4 separate regions of the Mus musculus genome follow, and all the other regions are linked to region 2. A link is a contact called in public Hi-C and promoter capture Hi-C data. All regions are on one chromosome and are shown on one strand. Each heading gives the region's core, a stretch centred on a gene start, on an enhancer-like site or on the middle of the called end of the contact. The rest is flanking DNA. Distances are from core to core; before and after follow the strand shown.

Region 1 (3,015 bases), core at 466-2,965, 740 kb after region 2:
TGGCTTAGCGGTTAAGAGCACTGACTGCTCTTCCAGAGGTCCTGGGTTCAAATCCCACCAACCACATGGTGGCTCACAACCATCTGTAATGGGGTCTGATGCCCTCTTCTGGTGTGTCTGAAGAGAGCATTGGTATACTCATATACATGAAATAAATAAATAGCACTGACTGTTCTTCCAGAGCTCCTGAGTTCAATTCCCAACAACCATATTTCACAACCATCTTTAATGGGATCTGATGCCCTCTTCTGGTGTGTGTGAAGAGAGCAACAGTGTACTCACATAAAATAAATAAATCTTTAAAGAAACAAAACCACCCAGCACATAGGCCTCAACAGCTAGTGTTCTCACACAAAATAAATCTTCAAAACAAACCAAACAAAGAAAAAGCCCAGCACATAGGCCTCAACACCTGACTAAATAGAAACATAGTCCATAAGTCCCCAAGTAAAAACTTCCTCAATGTTCTAATCTTGCTTTTTGACTTCCACAGTTCTGCTTCTCGCTAACTGAAGCATGCCAATCAAGATGGTCTTTGTACATAAAGTCAAAGAGCTGCAAGGCTCAAGGTTACATGATTTGGGCAAGTTCTCTGTGCAGCTAGCAGGCAAAAATAAAGACTTTCCTTTTGGCTTTCAGAGTGTCCACGTGATGGTCTCTGTGGGCTTACTCGCAACAGGTTCTCAATACTCTCCTCCTCATTAACACAAGGAACAATGATGGCAGACTTCAATAGCAATGAGGAGGTTCATAGTGGGAAATTTAGTTTCAAAATAGGACTGGAGAGATGGCTCAGTAGTTAAGAGCACGGACTGCTTTCCCAAAGGTCCTGAGTTTAATTCCCAGCAACCAAATGGTGACTCACGATCATCTGTAATGGAATCCCATGCCGTCTTCTGGTGTGACTGAAGACAGCCATAGTGTACTCATATATATAAATAAACTTTAAAAGAAAAAAAGGTTGCATGGAGGCTAGAAGATTCTAGGCCTAGGCAAACAGGTAGAGGTAGTCTTTGAGACAATTACTATAAGCGAATAAAATATACTTTTATAAAGGAGGGAGAAGGGATGAAAAAGAAAAGAGGAAGATACAGGAATAATAGGAATAAAGGGTAGATTACTGAATCTACGGCTTTTTTTTTGAGACAGGGTTTCTCTGTGTAGCCCTGGCTGTCCTGGAACTCACTCTGTAGACCAGGCTGTCCTCGAACTCAGAAATTTGCCTGTCTCTGCCTCCCAAGTGCTGGGATTAAAGGCGTGCGCCACCACCGCCCGGCAAAACACAGCTTTTGTTATACTTACTACACATTATCTACCTTCTTGTCCCTGACAATCTCATACTGCTCCAACTTTAAAGGAGTTCTCAGAATCTCCAAACAACTTATCTAATCCCCTTCACTTCTTGACCATTCCATTCGAGCTAGAGGGGACAGGTCACCAGGCAGGTAGGCCGGCTGTAAGTCGACCTGATTACCGAGTTCTAGGATTAAAGAAAAGTGTGAGGCACCACGCCCAGCAGCAACTCTATTTCTCTCTCCCCCTCTCACTTGAGATCGAGCTCTCAATAGGCAACCTAAACTGGCTTCCAACAGAGAAGCGATTTTTCCTGCCAGTTTTCCGATTGGCCGAACTTGAAGAGCCCGCTACCTCACCCATATTTTTCATATCGTTTACATGTTAAGCTGCAACGGGCTCACAGAGGAAGTGACGTGCTTCTAGAAGTCCAGTGACTCTGAGGAAGGTACTCGTGATAGAGATAGGGCACAAACCAAGTGCTGGAGCCCAGTGCATCTATGAAATTGGCAGAGTGACCACCTGGAGGAAACCGGAATGAAAAACGTCCCAACCACACCAAGAGAAGCCGCGGAAAGGACTTGAGACTCCCCGGACCCGCCCCAACGCCCGTCCCACTGAAGTTTTCAGTATTGCGCAAGCGCCGCGCCTAGCGCGTCATCCGAGGCGACGGTACATTAGGACGCAGGCGCGGCTCACACCGCTCCAGTTGCCGGCGCAGGTCCTGTGACGTCACGCGCCGGCGAAGGTGGTCCACGACCGCCGGCCTCGGCTGCTCTCAGGCTGATTCGGCGTCGGCCGGTCGCCCTCCCGCGCCGGCTGCAGTACGAGCCCAGGAGAGCACCGTCGGCCTCCCCACGCGTTGCGTTGCGTTGCGTTGCGTTCACTTCCGTGTCGCAGATTTCCGGTTACCGCCATCTTCCTCGCGCGGAAGCCGGCTTCTAGGTGGGAGCTCCGTAGCGAGAGCAGTGGGTAGTTCGGTCGGTGCCATGCCGTCATCGCCGCTGCGGGTGGCGGTGGTGTGCTCGAGTAACCAGAATCGGAGCATGGAAGCACACAACATCCTCAGGTAGTGCAAGCTCCACCTGCCCTCCGCCCCTCCCTCCTCTTTCCCACAGATTCTTGTCCAGACCCCGACCCTGTACTGACTGGGCCGCGGAGGTCGGGCCACGCCCGGCTTCCACGCTCAGCGAGCCCTCAGTGGGGTCCGTGCGCGCGACACCCTCGGTAGTGTAGGCATCCCCGTAAACCCTAGAGGTGGCCACACGACAGCTGGGGCCCTCTGGGTGCTGGACGACCGGGCAGTATCACGGGGTAGGCCAAGGTCTTTCCGTGCTGCGAAGGGTGCCTGGTGTTTATCTTTCCCGTATATGTGTCGTCCGGCCACCTTGGAAAGCTCTCCACACGTCACATCAAGATGGAACGAGTCTGGAAGCAACAACAGTGATCTGAGGTGTTAACGTCAGGGACTGTTTATTGCTGTCTTCGTTTGCAAGTCTCATGCACCAGCCACCACCCCTCTCAGCCCCATAACTTTAGTCAGTAATTTCTGGAGCACACGAATTCATTTGGTTCAGTGGGACCTCCTCATATTTCTTCACGAATTCACCAGTTTCTAGTAGGGCATTCATCTTTGATAGTATTTTATCTTAAAAAAAAAAATCTCTTGACAAAATGAGAAACTGATGCATTGTATTACAGTTAAAATGGGGGTTTGTACAT
Region 2 (3,089 bases), core at 263-2,762:
TCCCAGGTCAGGGTAGGGGAAGAGATCCTAACAACTGTAGACTCTCTGCTTTGTCCACTGAGAGGAAGCTGAGGGCCTCAGTGGACCTCTTGCTGCAGCAAGAGGCTCGGCTGTGCCGAACCTGAGAAAGTATCTGTTCTAGCTCCCGCTTCCCCTTAGTTCACCTGCTTAGGCGATTCATAAATGCCCTCCCTTCCACAGAGCGACCAGGGCCAGGACTGACCCATTCCATTCAAACTATGAGCCTGGTAGGTATGGGCTATTGTCTAAGACAGGGTGTCCGCTTTAAGGCAGGCTATAGGTTAGTCAAGTTCACAGGGCTCTCCAAAGGCAAAACCCATGGAGCAAGAAGTGGGAAGGTGTGTCTACATGTCTTCTGAAGGACAAAGTCATAGATGTGGCTCCCATCCCGACTTGGATCTTTCCCATCTAGAAGTTCATTAGCCACCACCCCCCTCTTATTCCTATCCACTCTGCCAGGGACCACCTGAGGACCCTTCTGTGACCCACGTATAGTAAGCAAGGACAGAGAACCTCATCTGCACTCATTTAGCTTACCACAGGAGCAGCAGAACTTCTACAGATGGGGAGGAGGCCAGTGCCCTTGTGGAGTGTCCTACACACAGGCCGGGCATACTCCACTTACAGGGACTGAAGTTGCTGGGTCACCTCACTCTCAGGAGCCCTGCCACTCTGGAGCAGGCTCTCCCATTCAGAGTACACCCACTCTGTTGGCAGGCACATACAAGGTTGCCTCCTCTCGGAATCAATGTAGATAGATATATGGCAGCTGAGCCTGCGCACTGCCTCAGTCCTGTGCTCCAGGAGCCTGGCAAGTCAGTGAGCAACTGCCTGCAGACAGAACCTTGCAGAGAGCGAGGTATTAAGTTACACGATGGCCCTCTTGGAGGACACAGTGCTCTCTCTCAAGGGACTTAAATCAACAGGAACTCCAGATCACCTCCACTTTGAAGCCCGGTCCCCTCTTCCATGCGCCCTCTCCCTTTCCCTCCTATACTTTGCAAAGATTGCTGTTAAACTGCCGATCTTCCCCAGCTGCAGACGCACGACCCTATTCATATCCCTTCCCCCTGGCTGGGCATTTCTCGAATGTAGGGTCTTTAAAACTACTCCAATTAACATGGGAGTTTTAGAATTGAAGGTCCCACTTCTTTGGGAAACCAGGATGGTGGGTCACCCTAGCAGAAATTACAGCAGCTTGCAGGGCCAGCCTCACAGCAAGGAGATATGAAAGCACGATCGCCAAAATCAACCCAAGTTAGCATCTAGCCAGCTCAGCGAAAGAACAATATTCCAAAAGCTTCATATTGGTAGTTTGGAAAATAACGGCCCTCCCTTCCCAGTCCTGGCCTCTGGGACACTTGCTTGTCTAGGACGGTCGGGTGGCCTGGCCTCCAGCACAGGCGGACGGGGGGCGGAGACTCATTAGCATAATTTATGCACGCGGTCGTTTAGCAGTCAATTATATGCGCATATATTTCCATGGCTGATGAGGCTGGCCGGGCACTTTCAAAATGGCGGAGCGTGGAGCGAGTGGCGGCGGGAGCGGCGGGGACAGTCTGGACAAGAGCATCACGCTGCCCCCCGACGAGATCTTCCGCAACCTGGAGAACGCCAAGCGCTTCGCCATTGATATAGGTAGACACGGACCGGGTACTCAAGAAAGTGGCCGGAGCAGTGGGCGCGGGCGGCCAGCCAGCGGGGGCGGCGGGAAGGACGAAGGGCGGGGGCGCGGGCCATGCGCACAGCCTCACGGGTCGCCGCACAGCCTCTCGGGACTCATAGTGTGCGCGGCGTCAAGGTGCGGGACCGAGCGGGCTGTGGGACTCCAGCTCCCGGTAGGCGCTGCGCGGTTGGAGCGGGGCACGTCGGGCCTCGTAGTCCGCGCAGCGCCGGTGGCTCAGTGGAGGGACGGGCGGGGCGGGTGGCCTCGGGGGTCCTCATCTGCTCAGAGTCCCCCGGGATGAGGCTGGCCATGGCCCCGCGGCGCACTCCGCCGGAGTTCCGGCTTCCCAGTGAGCTGTGGAGACGTTGGGCCTGGACACTTGTCGAGCGCTGCAGCGTGGACCGTGGCTACGGCCGCCGCCTCCTGCGCGCCTAGGAGTTCACCTTCCTGCCGACCCGCTACAGGCCCACCTTAGATCCCCTTCGCGCGTTGGGCAGCCTCATGCCCACTAACAAGTCCTCGGGGGAGGTTCTTTCATCGCCCTGGTGTGCAGATGCGGAGACCAAGGCACAGAAGAAGGCTAGCTTTCTCCGTGGTCTCTCTATTCGTAGATCCAGGATGGGAGCCGGCCAACGCTCCCCCTCCCCCTCCCCCACCCCTACCCCTGTCCCCCAAGCTCTCTGCTCTGCATCCTGTTATTGAGGAGCTTTGTACCCAATTGCTTGCAGGCGTTTCCCCGCGTATCTCTTGATGCCAGCATTGTCAGTGAGGCCCCACACAGCCGGGCAGCATCCGCAGTCTTGGACTTATCTCCGTGAATCAATGGGTGTGCTGCTGGCTCTTAGCCTCCTTGGAAAGCCTAGGTTGTTAAGAGACTGTGAAGAATCTCGTTACTTCTGGAATATTGAATAAGTCCCCCACCCTCTTGCTTTTGGGTTGTCTCTCTGACGTGTTCTTCCTTGGGAGGAATGAGGAATGGAAGAGAAAGTAAAGATGGCCTGCTGGCTTGTCCTGTGTTCCAGCTTTATCAAGGGCTCAGGAGGGTGGTGGAGTGGGCCAAGATTCTACTAGCACCTGAGATAACTCGGTGACTGGCTGTATATTAGTTTAGAAGTGATGAGCTTGCAGCCCCAGCAGAGGGGACTGTCCACAACCTGACCTCTCCAAAGGCCCCAAGGCAGCTGTTCCAGGATCCTGAAACCTTCACTCCAGGGCTGGGTTTTATGCTTTGCCCTGTGGTCTTATACTTATTCATTAGGAAGGAGGCAAAATTAAATAACTGTGTCTGGAAAGCAGGTGAAAATGAATTCAAACATCATCAGGCAGTTAAGAAAATAGGGTTCACCTCAGATAATCTATTTGGTACCTAGAGACCATCTAACCAACAGCCAATAAAGCATGA
Region 3 (2,875 bases), core at 284-2,783, 850 kb after region 2:
CCTAAACGTCACTGTACTAGGTTGGTGTCTTGCATACAATATGCTTAACACTTTGCCAGAATGTTGCACATATATTACTCATTAGCCACTTGCTATTGATATTGGAGAAGATACACATCCATGTGGCCCCATCACTGAGCTTTGTTTTCTACTTCACACAAAAAAGACAAGATACTGCAAATCACTGTTGAGTTGTAACCAAGCATCCCTCTCCAATATAGGTTTCTCTTCCTGATGGATGTAATAGTCATCTCTAGAACCAGAGTCTGGGTTGAGTGACTAGAGCCAACAGTCTTTTCTAATTCTTGGTTCAGTTTCAGCTTAGGGAATGGGCAGACCAGGCAATGACAATTGTGCCTACTTTAGAGCTGCAGCCTAGGGGTGGGACAGACGGACAGACAGTAGCAGCGTGGCCATTACAGTGAGAGGACTGATGAGATCTTTGTGGGGTCTGCTTAGGAGTGGAATCCAATCACCCCACTACAGCTGGACTATGGAATACTGACTTTTGGCAACCTTGTTGGCTGTTCACCATACCTGAATCAGAGTTATACAGGGATCTCCTTAAACTCCCATGTCCTCCCAATTTTCCGTTTCACCGAACCTGGCTGAAATCTTATCAAAAGCTTGAGATAACTGAGCAGTGACAGGAAACATCTATTGTGTAGTGGCAGCAGCACTGTTTTGGGTGAAACTAAGCAGGCCAGGACTGGAGTCAGGAATATTAATATTGTCTGTAGGGTCTACTACAAGCCGTTTCACCTTGATCTTCAAGGTCCCCAAGCCATTTTTTTGGCCTGTATTTGCTGCAGTAGATTATTGGGGGTCCCCTTTAAGAAAAGATTGTGTATATGAGTGCTCTGTTTGCATTTGTGCCTGAATGAGAGAAGAGGATATCAGATTCAATCACAGATAGATGGCTGCAAGCCATGATGTCGTAGCTGGAACTCAGGACCTCTGCAAGAGCAGTCAGTTCTCTGAACTGCTGAGCCATCTCTCCAGACCCTTCATCTGCACTTTTTTGTTTAGTATTTTATTTATTTTTGCGACAAAGTTTCTCAGCCATGGCTGTCCTGGAACTCTAGCTGTAGAGAGAAGGCTGACCTTGAACCCACACAGATCCGCCTGCCTAAGTGCTGGGATTAAAGGCACATCTGCCCTTTTAATGCTGGCAGATCCACCCCACAGCTGTTCCAGAGCCCGAGGACGGAAGGGAGGGCTGAGAACTAAAGACTCCGAACTAAGTCGCGGTGTAACGTCGTGCACGTGGGACTGTGGGAGAAAAGTTGTTCTGTCCCAACCCCCAAAGAAAGGCGCCCTTCTAGAACCCCTTTTGCCAGGCAGGAGTTCCGGTTCGGGCCAGGCCGCGGAGCCAAGTGGGTAACGAGCAGCCCCACCCGTGGGTGCTTCCGGCGTCGGTGCCTGACGCGACACTGACGGACTGGTCGTACGGCCAACGGCGTCGAGACAGCGGTGACGTTCAGCCAATGGGAGGGGGCGGGGCGGGGCGGCCACGATCGTCTCGAGCAGCCGCCCTGACGGGAAGGGCCCGAGAAGAGTCGGCGGCACAAAATGGCGGCGGCGGCGGCCGGGGCTGCGGGGTTGATGGCTCCGGCGTCGGCGGCCTGCTCTTCCGGCTCGGCGGGAGCGGCCCCGGGGTCTCAGGGGGTGCTGATCGGCGACAGGCTCTACTCGGGCGTGCTCATCACCTTGGAAAACTGCCTGCTGCCCGACGACAAGCTCCGCTTCACGCCGTCCATGTCGAGCGGCCTCGACGTCGATACGGAGACGGGACTCCGCGTCGTGGGCTGCGAGCTCATCCAGGCAGCCGGCATCCTGCTCCGCCTGCCGCAGGTAAGGGCCGGGCCGCGAGCTCTGCAGGGGCCGTTCGCCGGCCGAGGGCCGAGGGCCGGGCCTTTGTTGTCGTCCCGGCCCCCGGCCCGGAGCTCACCGGACCCAGGCGACGAGGTCCGAGCCTGTGCGCTCCGCAGCCTTGAAATAACCCGCACCCGCCATCCCTTCCCCTTCCCCTTCCCCCTCCGCCGGAGCCGAAGCCCTTTTACCCCCAAGAAAGCCTCGCGAGACCCAAACCCTTTGGGGGAAATGGAAACTGTCGTGGCTATTTGTCCTGGGGGGAAATCACACAAGACATTGTAGCCGGGACAAGCGTGAGTCCTGCATTCAAACGTGATGGAACCCTCTCTGTCCCTAGGTGGCCATGGCTACAGGGCAGGTGCTGTTCCAGCGGTTCTTTTACACTAAGTCCTTCGTGAAACATTCCATGGAGGTAGGCTTCTTTCTGTTTTCTCGGAGAAATGAATTGGGATGAAACCTGGCCTGTTCTGCCCAGTGCTTAGCTGAATTCTGTCCTGCAAAGTCTACACAGCTCTTTCCCTAGAGGCCTGTCTGTCTCTGTATCTTCTGGTTGTTTCTAATAGTTTTAATGCCTTGGAAGGTTCTCAAGTTGGGGGGAAAAACACCCGTGTCACAATGTACATTTCAGCATGTGTCCATGGCTTGTGTTCACCTGGCTTCCAAAATAGAAGAGGCTCCGAGACGAATCAGGGATGTCATCAATGTATTCCATCGCCTTCGGCATCTGAGAGAGAAAAAGTGAGTCCTTTGCAGAGCTGTCCTAATGTCTGTCATTGTTAATACCAACCTGTGAATTTACAGTAGATTGTTCGCATGTGCCCTAGATGCTGTCTTGGGGCAGTTGGTAGGGGGGTACAATAACCAGGATAGCTGGCTGTCCTAGCCCTGCTGAAACAATTCCTGTATGACCACATCAGCTCACCACCCTATTGTCCTGTTTGTTCCATGGTTCTGCTGAGAACCTCTGAGCACCAGGTCCCTGGTTCTCACCCTCAGCGCT
Region 4 (2,867 bases), core at 89-2,588, 600 kb after region 2:
CGTGGAGATTGGGCTATACAGGAAGGGCAATAGTGTGAACATCTTAAAACTACAGTGCTGGGAGTCGGGACTGCGAAAACACCTACTGGTGCACTGTGCACACTGGTGGATATCAATGCACGAGCATGTCCACCAGTTCAGCATATCCCTGGCTCAGCTACAAAGTCGGTGGCCTCCCTCTTTCCCTCCTTACAGCTGTGGGTGAGGCACGCTATTTACACAGTCGCTTCTCAACTATCAAGACTTTGTTTTTCTTTTTGAGATAGGGTCTCTAACTATGGTACCCCTGGCTGGCCTCGAATTCCTAGAAATCCGGAGCTCTCATCTCTGGGATTAAAGTAGTGAACCATTGTATCAACCAGCTGTCAGGTTTGTTACTTTCAGGCTCAAGTCCTTGCCAGTTGCCAAAGGGTGTCAGGTCACTGCTGGTGGGCCTGAGAGCCATATGAGCGCTGTCACCCGAGTTCTGCTTCTGAAAGATACCAGGTCCATGCGCTGGACATTAAGAACAACGTGGGAACAGGAGCCTGGCACGAAGCCCACCTTCCCACAAAGCTGGCCCGCGTTGTCCACATGGTCCTGGAGACCTCGCCAGCAAAAAGCAAACTGAGTGTGACGTAGGACAGGAATAAAGATCAGACCGCGAGGCAAGGAGGCAAAAGAAAGAAAGAAAGAAAGAAAGAAAGAAAGAAAGAAAGAAAGAAAGAAAGAAAGAAAGAAAGAAAGAAAGAAAGAAAGAAAAGGGAGAGAATCTGGTGGTTTTCTCTGTTGCTGCTGGGACTGAGCTTTTTGCCCCTCCTCGGTTACTCTTTTTTTTTTCTTTTTTTCTTTTTTTTCTCCCTCACCCTCTGCCCCGCCTCCCCTTCCGCCCCGACTCCTCCACCCTTTGGCCCCGCCCACTCTCCCGATCTTCCCCTTCCCTCCGGCTTAGTCTCCTTAGTTCCGTCCCTTTCCAGCTCTGCCCTCTTGCGACCTGTCCCTCCCACTCTGCCTGCCCCTTCTCCTACCCGTCTGCCCCTCCCCTTTCTCCAACCTTGGCCCCACCCCCCCGTGCTGTCTTCCGCTCCTTGTCCCCATCCCATTCCGCTATGCCCTGTTTCAGTTCCTTTGCCCCGCCTCCTACTCCTGTGTCCCGCCCACTTCCTCTCGGCCCCGCCTCCCCTTTGCCTCGCCCCTCCCTCTTCACGTCTCCCACCCCCCACCCCACCCCCCAGCCTCTGATCCTTGGCCTACAAAGGGTTTTGAAAAACCCGAAGTTTGCGTGCACGCCTGTGTAGGTGCGGCTGCGCCGCTCTCCCCACGTGCCCTGCAGCGCATGCGTGCGGGCTGCGCTTGCGCACTGACAGCCGCGGCGCAGCGGGGCTTGGTGGTGCCGGTCTCTGGACCGAGCGGCCATGGGGTGGCGGGCGGCTGGGTCGCTGAGAGCCAGGTAGCAGTAGGGCAGCAGGGACCGCCTGCTCGGCCCAGCATGTAGACGTCCACGCGGGCGCGCGGCAGCCGACGGTGAGTGCGGGGCCTGGGGTCGCCCTCTGCCCGGCGTCACTGGCCGGGACCCGTGAAGACAGGGTCACGGCGCCGGCCCTGCCCACCTGCCCGAGGCCGGGCGCTGGTGGCTCTGACGCGCCTCCCTGCGTCCGAACGTGGGTTGCAGCCAGGATGACGCGTGGTCTCGGGGAAGGAGCCTAAGGGACAGGTCTGAAGATCTGGTCCGGCCTTGGGTTTAGGGGGACGAGTCAGAGGTTCGGGTCCCGGGAGAAGCCATGTAGGCCGCCGTTCTGTTCTAAGCCAGTTCAGCGCGCAGCACCGCAGCCGAATCGGCTCCATTGGTCTTCCAGTGGGGCCTTAGCAAGCGCCAGAGACCTTGGCATGTGGGCAAAGTAGTCAGACGAGCGTTTTGTAAGCAATCGAGGTGTGAAACTCTCCAAAACCCCATCGTAAACTTGGTATCCAGTACTTGCCAGGAGCTTCCAAAGTCCTGAAGAGTCCATGGAGATGTTCCTAGAGGCTGCTGCCTCTCAGGATGTCACACTCACAGGCCGCTTGTCTTGGCCTCTGGCAGGTTTCTTCGTTATGGGAACAGGGCGTGCCCAGCGCAGTCCCAGGATCTGCCTTTGCTTGGCCAAGATCCGGCGTCTCTTTCCAGCTCTCCCAAGCAATGGGCTTTCTCCTGGCATTGATTCTGAATAGCGACTTGTTTTTCCTTTCTTGTTTGGGAAACTCTCTGTTTTGGTTCAAAACTTATTCGTTTGGCTTGCCTCTTGAGAAGAGTGTTATTCAAACTTATATTCATTGGTTTCATGTATCACTGTCAGTTTCCACGGGCCGGAAAGCTGGCATCCTCGCCTTGGTAATTAAAAGCACGGCACCTTCCCTCTGAACGTATTTGTCCTCAGCAGTGACTTCACTGTGACTTACACTGCCCATCTTGGGCTCTGGGACAGCCACGGGTGCCAATATACAGTATGACCAGGTAGCTTCTTCATTTGGAGGTGGCATCTCAGAATGCTTCTGCATTTTCTTCTTTGTAGATTTATTTATTAAAAACGATGCAGTTTTATTCATTTTTTTTCTTTTTCATCTTGTTTGAAGTGCTACAGGTCCAGCCCAGATCCTCACACAAGTGCTGTCCCACTGAGCCACAATCCATCCCCCACCCCTCCTTTTGGGTAGAAGTGGCTAACAGATAAAACAGCAGTACTTAAATGAATAGTTTAGCTCTCTAGGCATCACTTGGAGATGGAGAGAAGCAAGTGGTGGTTTTTTCCTTTTTTTTTTAATGGGAGTGGACACTTGCTACTCTACTGCTCATGAATGGAAGGAAGAGCTTCCAAGTGTTGGTTTTCTCCTCCTGCTCCATGGGCTCCATG

What was found. Promoter capture Hi-C pulls out the DNA fragments that hold promoters and counts their contacts. Hi-C and Micro-C count contacts between places; a contact is called where the count stands out from the background. Capture Hi-C pulls out chosen DNA fragments and counts their contacts.
Region 1: a contact with region 2 is called in a promoter capture Hi-C map of adipose tissue. The contact joins the promoter of Ssu72 here to the promoter of Pank4 in region 2. A contact is called at or near these places in 1 of 39 promoter capture datasets (pre-B cells), 1 of 484 Hi-C or Micro-C datasets (B cells), 2 of 115 datasets of contacts at active chromatin or transcription factors (memory CD8 T cells and pro-B cells) and 1 of 9 other capture datasets (adipose tissue).
Region 3: a contact with region 2 is called in a promoter capture Hi-C map of pre-B cells, with 4 times the contacts expected there. The contact joins the promoter of Ccnl2 here to the promoter of Pank4 in region 2. A contact is called at or near these places in 3 of 39 promoter capture datasets (the C10 cell line, liver and pre-B cells) and 1 of 484 Hi-C or Micro-C datasets (B cells).
Region 4: a Hi-C map of B cells shows a contact between it and region 2, with 5 read pairs. The contact joins the promoter of Nadk here to the promoter of Pank4 in region 2.

Annotation. Positions count from the first base shown.
Region 1 is chr4:155,703,100-155,706,114 of GRCm38.p6, forward strand. Ssu72 (Ssu72 RNA polymerase II CTD phosphatase homolog (yeast)) reads left to right here and starts at 1,716. Exons shown (of 5, transcript NM_026899.3): 1 at 1,716-2,362. The coding sequence starts at 2,283.
Region 2 is chr4:154,962,611-154,965,699 of GRCm38.p6, forward strand. Pank4 (pantothenate kinase 4) reads left to right here and starts at 1,513. Exons shown (of 20, transcript NM_001305804.1): 1 at 1,513-1,659. The coding sequence starts at 1,536. Gm42363 (a long non-coding RNA gene) reads left to right here and starts at 1,667. Exons shown (of 2, transcript XR_881640.3): 1 at 1,667-1,859; 2 at 2,416-2,703.
Region 3 is chr4:155,810,956-155,813,830 of GRCm38.p6, forward strand. It overlaps Ccnl2 (cyclin L2), which reads left to right and starts at 1,534. Exons shown (of 11, transcript NM_207678.1): 1 at 1,534-1,854; 2 at 2,213-2,287; 3 at 2,504-2,613. The coding sequence starts at 1,573.
Region 4 is chr4:155,562,477-155,565,343 of GRCm38.p6, forward strand. It overlaps Nadk (NAD kinase), which reads left to right and starts at 1,339. Exons shown (of 12, transcript NM_001159637.1): 1 at 1,339-1,503.